Linked DNA regions of Mus musculus: regions 2 and 3 are each linked to region 1. A link is a contact called in public promoter capture Hi-C data. All regions are on one chromosome and are shown on one strand. Each heading gives the region's core, a stretch centred on a gene start, on an enhancer-like site or on the middle of the called end of the contact. The rest is flanking DNA. Distances are from core to core; before and after follow the strand shown.

What was found. Promoter capture Hi-C pulls out the DNA fragments that hold promoters and counts their contacts. Capture Hi-C pulls out chosen DNA fragments and counts their contacts.
Region 2: a promoter capture Hi-C map of adipose tissue shows a contact between it and region 1, with 2.6 times the contacts expected there. The contact joins the promoter of B3galnt1 here to the promoter of Trim59 in region 1. A contact is called at or near these places in 5 of 39 promoter capture datasets (the 3T3-L1 cell line, hippocampal neurons, liver and 1 more), 2 of 484 Hi-C or Micro-C datasets (embryonic stem cells and uterus) and 1 of 9 other capture datasets (adipose tissue).
Region 3: a contact with region 1 is called in a promoter capture Hi-C map of embryonic stem cells, with 4 times the contacts expected there. The contact joins the enhancer-like site here to the promoter of Trim59 in region 1. A contact is called at or near these places in 4 of 39 promoter capture datasets (the 3T3-L1 cell line, cranial neural crest, embryonic stem cells and 1 more), 2 of 484 Hi-C or Micro-C datasets (both in embryonic stem cells) and 4 of 115 datasets of contacts at active chromatin or transcription factors (embryonic stem cells, extraembryonic endoderm stem cells and large pre-B cells).

Annotation. Positions count from the first base shown.
Region 1 is chr3:69,042,830-69,046,713 of GRCm38.p6, forward strand. It overlaps Trim59 (tripartite motif-containing 59), which reads right to left and starts at 1,913. Exons shown (of 3, transcript NM_025863.3): 1 at 1,784-1,913; 2 at 939-1,013.
Region 2 is chr3:69,596,925-69,600,752 of GRCm38.p6, forward strand. B3galnt1 (UDP-GalNAc:betaGlcNAc beta 1,3-galactosaminyltransferase, polypeptide 1) reads right to left here and starts at 2,036. Exons shown (of 3, transcript NM_020026.4): 1 at 1,878-2,036.
Region 3 is chr3:69,753,533-69,757,371 of GRCm38.p6, forward strand. No RefSeq gene overlaps it. Among named protein-coding and RNA genes, the nearest start is that of Nmd3, 33 kb to the left of the region's middle. Within about 2 kb of position 1,834, at least 32 of the 459 cell types and tissues checked have an H3K27ac peak or open chromatin away from gene starts, as enhancers often do. A contact at or near this core is called in embryonic stem cells, where this site is marked.

The sequences.
Region 1 (3,884 bases), core at 663-3,162:
CAAAGCTATGAAAGAAGCTACTAATGTAACTTAACCAGGAATTGACATGAGAAATTATACTTTAACTGATTTTTTAATACTATTTCTTAGGGCTGGAGAGATGGCTCAGCAGTTAGGGGCATTAGCTGCTCTTTCAAAGGTCCTGAGTTCAATTCCCAGCAGCCACACAGTGGCTCACAACCACCTGAAATGGGATCTGTTGCCCTCTCCTAGTGTGCATGTGAAGACTAATGTGAAAACAGTGTGTCTACCAATATACATAAAACACAGTATTCAAAAAATAGTTTTTCAAAGTGAAAATATATTTGATGGAAAACATTCAGCAACATATTTGCAATGTCAGTATATATATATTACCCAAAGTCAAAATTTTACTTTTTACCAGGTTAAAATACAGGACCTTGGCTCACTAAAAATGTAGATCAATGTGTAATACTGGGCAAAAAGGAATAAAGGTAGCTTGAATAATAAATGCAGCGTGCAAACGTGTAAGGCAATACCATTTTGTGTGCATGACTTAAGACGTCCACACATGCTTATAAAATGTCTGTTAGATAAAAGTGAAAATCTTTTAGCCAGGCAGTGATGGCTTTGGCTCCAGCACTTGGGAGGCAGAGGAATCTCTGAGTTAAAGACCATCCTGGTCAACAGAGCAATTATCCAGGACAGCCAGGGCTACACAGAGAAACCATGGTTTTTTGTTTTTTGGTTTTTTTTTTTTTTTTGGGGGGGGGGGGAGAATCAAACAAAAAACTGAATACCTTTTAGATTAGGTCATTTCTCACTTTATGCTTCCTCCATAAGATGGTTAAAATTTTATACACTTCCAATATACATCTTTTTTTCAAGAGATTTTTCAATCTTTCATCATAGCCCAGGAATCACACACTCTAATATCCTGATGTTTCTTCGTATCCAGTTAACTTCCCAGAGCTTACCTGGTCTGTCAATCTCCTGATCTGGACACTGGGTGTACTTTATCTTCTCCAACTTTTCCAGGATCCTTTGTTATTCTAAAAGTAAAACAATTTAATGTTTCAGATTTTGCCTGCAGTAAATATTTCATCTTTAAAGTCCCAACCATTTCCACACAAAGGACTTTTTACAACATAACGAATCTCTGACTCTGGACAAGATTAACCAATGATGGGAACTAAACACTCATAGTTTGGTTTGGTGGGTTTTTTGAGACTAATTTTGTAGTCCTCACTGACGACCTGGAACGCACAGGAGAGCTTGCTGCCTCTGTCTGCCCCCATGCTGGGGTTACAGGCGTGCACGTTCATGCCCCGCTTCAAAGTTTTATTTAAACTCAGCAAGACGACTAGAAATATCCTCGCGCGTAGATATCCCCAGCTCGAAACTACGTTAAATTATTCCCATCAACACATTGGGTGGTCTCCGAAACGCTGCAGGCCTCAGTTTTACCTATGAAGGTTCACATCTGTACAATGGGCATAAGTCCTACGTGAACTCCAAACAAAGAAGTGGCTCAAAGATGGCAGTCACACCCTCTTGTCCAGGATGCCCAGGGCTCACTCGCCCCGCGCGGTGCTGCGGGATCTGCTAGGCTCACCTACCGGCCCTTACGACCTCAATCCCGCCGGTAGCTCGGAGCGCCGCTGCTCCACCCGCGAGCGCGCGAAGCGAGGAGAGGCGAGCGCACGCCCTCCGGAGCCCAGCCCGCCTCCCCATCCTCAAGTCGGCGGCGAACGCACCGGGGCCGCGGGCGCTCGAGAAAGAGGGGCAGCGAGCCGCCTCCCCGGCGGAGCCGCGTACTCACCGCGAGGCGGGCGAGGCGGGCGAGGCGGGCGAGGCGGGCGAGGCGGGCGAGGCGGGCGACGGCGCGCACGGCGAGGGCTCCCGGGCAGCCTGGTGCGGACACTGCGAGGCGCTCGCCCGAGTCTTCAGGTGCCCGGCGGGGGCGGGGCCGGCGGCGCCGCAGCGACTTTCAACCGCGCCGCCTCCGCCAATGAGAGAGCGCGGGCGGCCTTTGAACACCAACGGCCGAGGGCCAGGCGCCTGCGCACTAGCGCGCGGCGCGGAAAGCGCACGGGCGGCAGGGGTCGCGCCTTGGGGGGGAAGGGCTGGCGCCAGGACCTCGCGAGGGCGGGGATGCGCGGGTGACCCGGCGGCTTCTGGAGGCGGCTGGCTGAGGGACTGCTTATTACTTAGGACCACGCCCGCACGGGATGGTTCTGGAGCTGGCGGCGCGCAGGCTTCTTCCATTGTTACCTCACAGGTTCCTTGTTCAGTCACCGGCTGGAGGGCTCGGCGCGCTCGCCCGCCCCCGTGAGGCTCCGGTCCTCCAACTTAGGCGCGCCTAAGCCTTCATCTGTGTCCTCCCTGTCCTCTCTAACACGCTGGGTCAGAAAACACAGTAGTGGCTTTTCACTTTCTCGGAGAAACGCCATTCCAGAGCTCAGACCGCTCTCCGCTCCCGGCCGGTGTGAGCTACAGAGCAGATTCCAAGTCAGCCTAAGACTCACAGCAAGACTTGACCTCGGAGACAAGATGGAAAGAGGGGGCGTAGAGGAAGGAAAATGGATTGTGCCTTCAAGGAGTGTGCTTTACAGGTCCATAGAGTGCCCGACCCTGCCAGAAAGTTCTGTAACCAAACATGGGGAAGGGGCAGAGAAGAGGAGCCTTAGCACTAAGGCAGCTCCACGCTGACCGGCAGCGCTACTCAGGATTTATGAACTGTTATTCATGCGCTCTATAGATGATAGTGTTGGTCTGGAAAAGAAAGACTAGAAATTACAATTCAAATACAGGCACCAAAGCGTAAAAGTCGTAAACCTAAAAACCTCATGTGTTGGGGCGTCAGCCTTCGAAAACTTTGGGCTGAAAAAAAAAAATCAGCTGCTTTGGGTGTCTTCCATTACGATATACACACTCCCAATACTCCCTTTGTGATAGAGTATTGAGAAACGGGATAAAGGATGGGAAATACGTGGTTTTGTTACAGGTATAATATCGGAAAGATGATGAACAGAAATGTGACTTCTGAGCTGGGGGTGTAGCTCAGTTCCAGTGCTCGCCTGGCGTGTTCAGTTCCCACCATGGAAAAGCCAAACCGCTGAGCGCACATTAACATCTTCTTGGCGCTCCTCAGACTCCTTGCTTGAAAACTTTTTGTCTTGAGCTTTGAAACAGAAAGTCAGCGCTGGCTGTTCTTCCAGAAGACCCACACAGCAGCTCACAACTGTTGCACGGGAATCTGATGCTCTCTTCTAGCCTCCCAGATCACTAAGCAAGGATGTGATGTACGCATGCATGCACGTTACAAACCACACATTAAAGAAATAGATAAACGGGGTTTTATTTGTTTTTAACTGACCAGAGGTAACAGCAGTTAAGAGCACTTACTATTCTCAAATTCAGTTCCCAGCATGACTGTGGACCCCTCACAACTGCCTGTAACTCCCGCTCCAGGGGATCTAAGCTCACTCTTGACTGGCTCTGCAGACACACACAGATGGCATATACTTACACTGACAATCACTCGTACACATAAAAAATAAAAATAAAAACAGTAGAAGCTTGTATACTGTCTTAGATAAGAACAATAAACTCTTGAGGAATTACAGAGCGAACATATATTTGTATTAGAAGGCAAGTTCTAGGGCTGTTACTAAAAGATACTAAAAAGATGGGGACAGACAGAAGCTAGTAGAAGCTAAGGATTACTTCAAGGAGCTTGTTAGGAAACGTTCATTGTAGCCCCATCTAAGTCTCTGGCCAGCAAGGATACTTTCTGGTTTTCTTATCTGAAGGAGAGTCTTCCCACAAGAATCTGTTTGCTGCAGACAGGAAAATGCAGGCCCGCTGGTCCTGGCTAACGTCAGAGTTCCTCAAGTGATTTCAGCTGTAGTCATCCGCAT
Region 2 (3,828 bases), core at 786-3,285, 550 kb after region 1:
CAAGGTTGAATAGAATCTGTTATCAAGTTTTCCTGAAGCACCACAGTGCTTAATAAAAAAAATTCAACTTTAGGGGGGAAATATATTATCCAAAATGGCTTAGTAGAGCTTAAATCTTGCACTTTTTCAAACCTTCTGGGGAAAGAAACACATAAGAATAGACTAAAGCTTGTAGCTTATATCAGTGATACCCAAAACCCAGATATGGTACCATATTGGGCAGTTTCAGCTAATATAATGCAAAACTAAGATCAAATTAAAAACATGATAAATCCACTTACAGAATTTCAGATGAGATTATATCACTAGATAAATACATGAGAGAGAGAGAGAGAGCGCGTGCGCGATTGATTCTCTGCTTTAGTTAAAATAGATCTGCTGCAAAGAACTGAATTTAAGGAAATATTTATCTCGAGGCTGGAGAGATGACATGTGGTTAAGCACACTTGTTGCTCTTGCAGACTAGAGTTCAGCTCCTGGCCCTCATGTGGAGGGTCTATTCCCATTCATAACTTCAGTTCTGGGGGGTGCAGTGCCGCCCCCCTCCCCACTTCTGACCTTACCAGGCCCTAGGCATGCCTCTGGTACACATGCATACATGAAGAGAGAACACATAAATTTTGCTTTAGAAAATATTTTTTAAGTACTATATCATAATGCTACCACAGCTAAAATCAATGGTCTCTCCCTGACAAACTGCATCAGCATCAGCTGGCTCTTCCTTTCTGGATAGGCCTGGATGCTTTCTTCTTCTCTCTTCTCGTCCCATTCGACAACCAAGAACAATTTCGATAATGTAATAGTTTTTAATGCTGCAGCTCCCTGGTGGCCATTCATTTCAATCAAATCTTCCAACGTGAAAGAGAGAAAATGCCACACTTTTCTCTCAGTAAAAGGAAGGCCCCTTCCTAGAGTTATGAGGTGTCAACACTTCAGAGAGCTCAAACTCCCTGCGTCTGCCTTAGACACCCAAAGGTAAAACACAGATTTCATCTGGGTGAAGACTGCAAATCGTCCTACCTCCCTCCAAAAACAAACCGTTGGGCAATTCCTTACTTGGCAGTAGCGTTTCCTAACAAAGCAAGCTGCTTCTCCTAAAGGCTGGGAACGGGGTTTGTGGGAGGGGGGTCTACTTAAGTCAAAAATCAATGCCTGCCTTTTAGTCCTGCACCTTTTAGTCCTGCAGTCACAAACACAGCTAGCTCTCCGTGCTGCAGCTGGCCGCATCCTTTACAGCCTGAAAAAGTAAGGCTCCCTCCATCTAAGAGTTCCTTTACAATGCTTTGTACATTCCACTCAGACCTTTTATTAATAATGTAGCCTTAATCTTTAGGAGTCTCCTCTTTCCAAATCTCCCATTCCCTTCCTCCTCGCCACCTCTCCCCCAGGAAGCACTCTCCTACCCTAGGGACCACAGGCCCTTTCCCGCCTAGAATGTGCGTTCCTCCCTCCGGGCCTGCAGCAGGTCCATCGGCGTGGCGTGCGGACAGTATTCTCCACTTCTCCTTGGTCGCGGTGACAACCAGGCCACCACTACCTCGGCCCCCGAGGCTTACATAGCTCAAGGCAGGGCAGGATGGATCCGTGAGGCCGCGGTGGCCCGGCTCGCCAAGAGCACTGGACGCCCCTCCAAGTGGCCCAGATTCTCGAGTCTCTCGTCCGGAGCCTCGAGACCCAGCCCCGAGACCAGGCGCGGAGGCCAGAGCCCAGGGCGTGGCAGCTCGCGGCGCCCCGCTCCACGGAGGAGCGAGCGGCGCCCGGGGCCTCGAAGCCCCGACCCACGAACCTAGAAGGCTGCGCCGCGAGAGAGAGGGGCGCTCGGCAGCCGCCCAACCGTCTCCCCGCCTCGGCCTCCCGCCCGCCCGCCCCGCACTCACCTCCCGTGCGCCCGTGGTACCCGCAACGGTGCGGCCCGCGCTCGCTCTCTGCGCGCGAACACGGACTCCCCGCAGCCGCACGCACGCCGAGCGGGCGGGCGCGCGCCTCCTTCACGCACGCGCGCGCGCGCGGGGTCCCTGCGTCCGCAGCCCAGCGCCGTTATCGCTGTTATCGCCGCAGCTGCCGGCCTCTGCCGCGGGCGGGCGCCAGCATCACGGCCACCGCAGGCTTCGCCTAAGTCCTCCACCTCCAACCCCGGCTCTCTGCCTCGTGCCATCTTTTGACAGAAAGCAAGAAATTTTATTTTTGAATGGAACCACCTTCACCCTAGGTCCTGGGAGAAACAGAGTCAGTACAGAAACACCCAGCCTTCATGACCAAAGGCTTCTCCCTTCTCCCTTCTCGGGGAGATGCCTAAATGTGTAGCCCGCAGATTTCCGCCCCAGGGCTGACTTGGAAAGGAGGAAGCCTTGGCACATTCAGAAGGCTGTTTCTCCTTTCAGGAGTGCGGGAGTGGGGGTGGGGAGAGGAAAGCTTTGGTGTATGTGGACCAGAGGCTCAGAGAGTCCTGGCACCCCACCCCACCTCCACCCCCACACCCTCAACTGCCTCTAGAAACCGTCTAGTGCTATGAACCCTTGGTCAGCTCCACTTAGTCATCTCCACCCAAATGGTGCCTCTCTGGGAGAAGGGAGAAGCCTTTGGTCATGAAAGCTGGGTGTTTCTGTACTGACTGTTTCTCCCAGGACTTAGGGTGGAGGTGGTTCCATTCAAAAATTGCTTTCTGTCAAAAGGCCCCTGGAAACAAAGTGTCATCTGAAAACAAAGACCCATTCTGGTGTCTTGGCTTTAGGACTGTGAACAGGTTGGCCTCACTCCACCTAAAAGGAAACAGTTTTTCAGTGAGCACCTAAATACAAGCAACCAAAATTTAACAACAATTCACAAGAATCGCTTTCCCATCCTTCCCTAGACGCTCTAGGTTGCGTTTCTTAAACTAGTGACTTCAACATAGCCGGGATCAGCCTTATCGATTTGGAGAAACTAGAATTCTACAATATCACCTAGTATGTACGCCATGTTCTTGTCGGAAAGCCACACCGACTTCCTAGAAAGATGATCTTATCAAGATTGGACTATTGCCTCTATGCGTCCGTGTAGAATATATAGATGTAGCACAACCTGTTTTCTTTCGTAGCAGGACTTTTAGAAGTTGCTCAGTTCTGTTTGACTGCTGTTTTGCTCTCCCAGCTCAGTAATTTAAGTTCTTGAACCAGAAGCGGGATGTAATGGTAAGACTCCTTTACACACTGCATGGAGCTCTGCGTGTTATTTCCATGGGGGGAGAATATGGACTCTCAAACACAATCTCACTTGACCCAAAGCTAAAACCATGGAAGTAGGGAGAGGTATTCTCCAAACTGTTCCATGATAAACAAACACGGAGAATGTTTCTCTTCAGTGGTTAATAGGCAATATGTCGAAGATTTTGAAAATTCTTTGGAGGAGTGTATTTTCAATTCCTTAGAGAACTGAGAGTACTTAAAACTGATGTGTAGATAAGACAATAAATAACACTCCCAAGAAAGTCAGATGGCATGCCCTTTAGATAAGCTCATATGACCAGCCTTTAACATGAAAGCCAGCTGTCTAGAGTGTCATTTAACTATACAAGACAATGTCAGAGACATGGGAGCCACATCGGTGAACAAGACAAACAAAGCCCTTGAAAATTCAATCACACACAGGGTAATTTCTCTTGGTCAGACTTTCTGTAGAGGTGTCACGGTAGAGGGATATCATAGGAGCGTCTCAATAAGCAAAACATCCCTGAAGTCTGATGACATTAGCAAACTAATCAGTTGTCCCTTTGCATTAGGTGCCGTGAGTTTTCAGTACAAGGAATTGTGACATCAGTCATGAGACTTTTTGTTTGTTTGTTTGTTTTTG
Region 3 (3,839 bases), core at 584-3,083, 710 kb after region 1:
CATAAGGATTAGATTTCCTTATGTCAGTTTGGGGAGTGTACATTCAGCCCTAGCAGGATGCTTGCTGAGCAACTAAAATTTTAATTTCATGCTGAACTGAGCAGTGGATGCCCCTTCAAGTTAGTCTGTTCTCTTGCCATTGTCTTTTTGCTCTATAAAATGTTGAGGGTTGGGGTTCTCTTTGGATTTCCTTTGGTCAGGACCTAGATCATATTCTTGCCTTACTTTGCTTTATGAGGCACCGCTGTCACTTAGAAATGGCACAGCTCTCAGTGGACTCACCTGTGAAGGAATCATGAAAAAGTTTCATAAAAATCACATATGTAAGAGTTGGTCATTCTCAGCTTCTCAGTTTGTCACATGGGAAGTTTTTTGTTTGTTTGTGACAGGGTCTTACTGTGTAATCTGGCATGGAGTGGGGTTTGTTATATAGACCACCTCAAATTCAGATCCACCTTGCCTCCCAAGTGCTGGGGTTAAAGATATGTACCACCATGCCTGGCCTTTTGTCACATGTTCAAATAATTTGACCAGTTCCAGGAAAGCAGGCCTTGATGAAGGCAAGAGATCTATCTGTCTAGATATCTTTTATTGCAAAGTAGTGTGCTGAAAATACTCAGCGAATTCTAATGATGTTGAGGCTGGGGAAAAGGCATAATTTTCAGTGACTAAGCGCTTAGGGGTGGGGTAGTCTGAGTAGCTATGTTTTTCTAGCAGGGCTGCCTGCTTTTAATGTGCTGGGATTAGCACATTAGGTGTGCTTCTTAGACATTGCCAACTTTCAGTTCACATAAGTGGGTACCTATAGCTTCTTCACAGTACTTTGAGGTAATATGCATTAGCGCTAGTTTATGAAGTGTGAAATAAGCAATTCTAGGCTGGGCTTGTGGTGCAGATAGAGAAATCATAGGGCATAGCTCAGTACTATAGCACCTGTCTAACATGCCTGAAGCCCTCGTTTCAGTCCACACTAGCACAAGACAGAAAAAGAAACTGTTTTTTCAGTCATCTTACCTTCTACTTTTGAGTATCTGGGTGTGTGTGTGTTTTCTGTATTTTGCTGGGGATCAAACCCAGGGCCTTAAGCATGCTAGATGGATTTCTTATTATCCTGTAAATTGACTCCTCCCCCTCCCCTTCCTTCAGAAGAAAATCATTGTGTACAGCTCATAGCTAAGAGGAAGTGAGTTTTTCTACTCCTGAAAGTAAAGTCCATAAACTATTTGAAATTGATGCACATGGGAGACTTGTCCTGTGTACTATTCAATCATTTAACTCGGTATGGATTCTGGGGTATATCTTGTTAGAATTATCCTAGCTTTAGCCATTGAGACCTCAGTAACTTCCTGTAGTCTTCTGATTGGCATATGTGTTTGTGCTGAGCATTTTTTTTACATTTTGGAATTACAAAATGCCAATGCTTTGTCTTGTGTATTTACACACTAGAGTCAGCAATTTTTCTTACATCTTAACTATATTTACTGGAAAGCAGTTCAATAAACCATTATCTAGGCAATAGGTATGCAAGAATCTACTTGACTGTGCATATACCCGATTCTAATAACACACCCGGCATCCTAAGGCTATTATATACACGTCTGTACACACAGACTGCACCTTGCAACCTAGGCCCCCTTACCCGCATTGGGTTACACACTCCATTCTAAACAATGGGATCCATGTCTCTTACCCTTAACAACCATCAACTATAGACATCCTATTCAGTCATATTCCAGTATGTCCTGGTACAAGAAGGTCAGATCTGGCCTAACCCAATTTCTGAAGCTCTCTGTAGCTCCTTGACGGTCCATAAGATGGCAGTCCCAGCTAACCCTCGACCACAGCATTTTGACTTGAAGACACTCAAGCAAGACATGTCTGGGCATCTCACCCACAGAAGCTAAAATAGCAGGTGCTATTTTAATCGTTAAATCTATGGGGGTGGGTATTGTCTGTTGGCTGGCAAAACTTATATGTATGCTCAAGGTCTGCAGTTTTCTATCAGTATACAAGGGTTTCTCTTTTTTGACTTTGGCAAACACTTTTATAATATTATAGGGTTTTCCATTTTAATTTTTTGTCAGCTTGGAAGGTGACAAAAGTAGTGTTCATTTTAATTACATTTGTTAGATTACATATTGAATAACCTTTCATTATCTAGATACTTGAGATTCCATTTCTGAGTGTTGATTTGAAGATATTTCTTACATAAGTAGCTCTTGATGGTTTTGGACATTGATATATCCTGATGTTTTTGCCTTTTTTTGCTAAACAAGTTTCACTTTGACGTAGTTAACAGTCATACATTGTTTTTGTTAAGATTTACATCTTATTAGGTAGGACCACTGACGTCTGAAATTTAGATTTTCAAATAGTACAAAGGCCTTTGTATTATAGATTGTTGAGAATGTAGCTGAAGAGATGAGATGGCCCAGTGGTTAGGAGAATTGGCTGCTCTTCAGAGGTCCCCAAGGTTCTATTCCCAAAACCCACATAGTAGTTCACAACTCTTCAACAACCCTGCACTTCCAGTTCCAGGAGATCTGTTACCCTTTTCTGGGCATCAGGCATACGTGCGACACATAGATGTCTGTGCTAGCTAGACACCTGTATACAAAATAAAAAAATAAAAGGAGTTAAGAAGCCAGGTGCGGTGGTGCATGCTTTTAATCCCATTTTGGGGAGTCACAGCTACTTAAGCTGCTATAAGCAAACTGTTGAGGGCTGCTATGATGACTCAGTGGCACCAAGCTTCATGTCCTCAATTCAATCCCTGGCACCCACATGTTGAAAAATTAGCCCTGATTATGGAAATATGAAAAATAAAAATATTGTTGAATGACTTGAAGTCTGGTTGAGTATTGCTTGCATAATTTGAATTTTCATGTGTGCTATCATGCTGTCTTGTCTGAATGCCACTGCCTAGTGCTTTATAAGTAATTTGAACCATTCGCAGTGTGTATTTAAATGAAGTATATAGCCTTTGAGTAAGTGAATGGTATGAATTTTGGCCTTCTGAAACTAAGATAATGAAGTATGTTACCAAATAATAGAAATGTTTTCCTACCTTTAGTTTTTAAGTGAAGCCCGTTGGGCAATGGCCTTAAGGCTAGTTAGAATGTCCACCAGGTGGCAGTAATGACTGACTGATGATACTGAAAGGCACTTTACCAATCAGTCGTCAAGAAACACCGTGTGAGGCTTCCTCCTTGGGAAATCTCTCCGTGGTCCTGTGGCTAACAGCACTCACTGGATCCCTCTGTAGTCGCGTGAGTGAGTCCCACACTTGAGGTAGGGATCACGGTATTTTGAGTTTCACTAGGCTATGCTTTCAACAGTGGGACTTTTTAGATTTTTTCTTTCTTAGTGACTTTTGGGTTATAATTTAAAGTAGGTTTGGTCGAAAAAACTTTCAAGTTCAGATTATTCAACTTAGGCTTGTGTTTGTATTTATATAAACCCTACAGGTTTACAGAGAAATTGGAAATAAACATTTCATTGCTTGATTTCATATGTTGATGATAATATTGCTTAACTTATTTACTAGACTATTTACTGATTTATATAGGTCCTCTTTCTTCATGGGATAGGACCATAAAAACGGCTCTTGAAAAGATAAGTTCATTAGGAATTGATAAGTCCTAGGATCATGAAAACTGACTTCAGTCTCTTGGACTCCAGTTACTAAGTCAGAAAGCCACGGAGCATCCATGGCACCAACAGGAACCAGACTGTGACGACCCTAGAGAGACTGCCATTCACCCCTGCCCTCTGGGTGACCGTTAGGTTCTCCACTCATGAGAATAAATCTCCAGAGCCTTCTGGTCTGGTCGCTTACA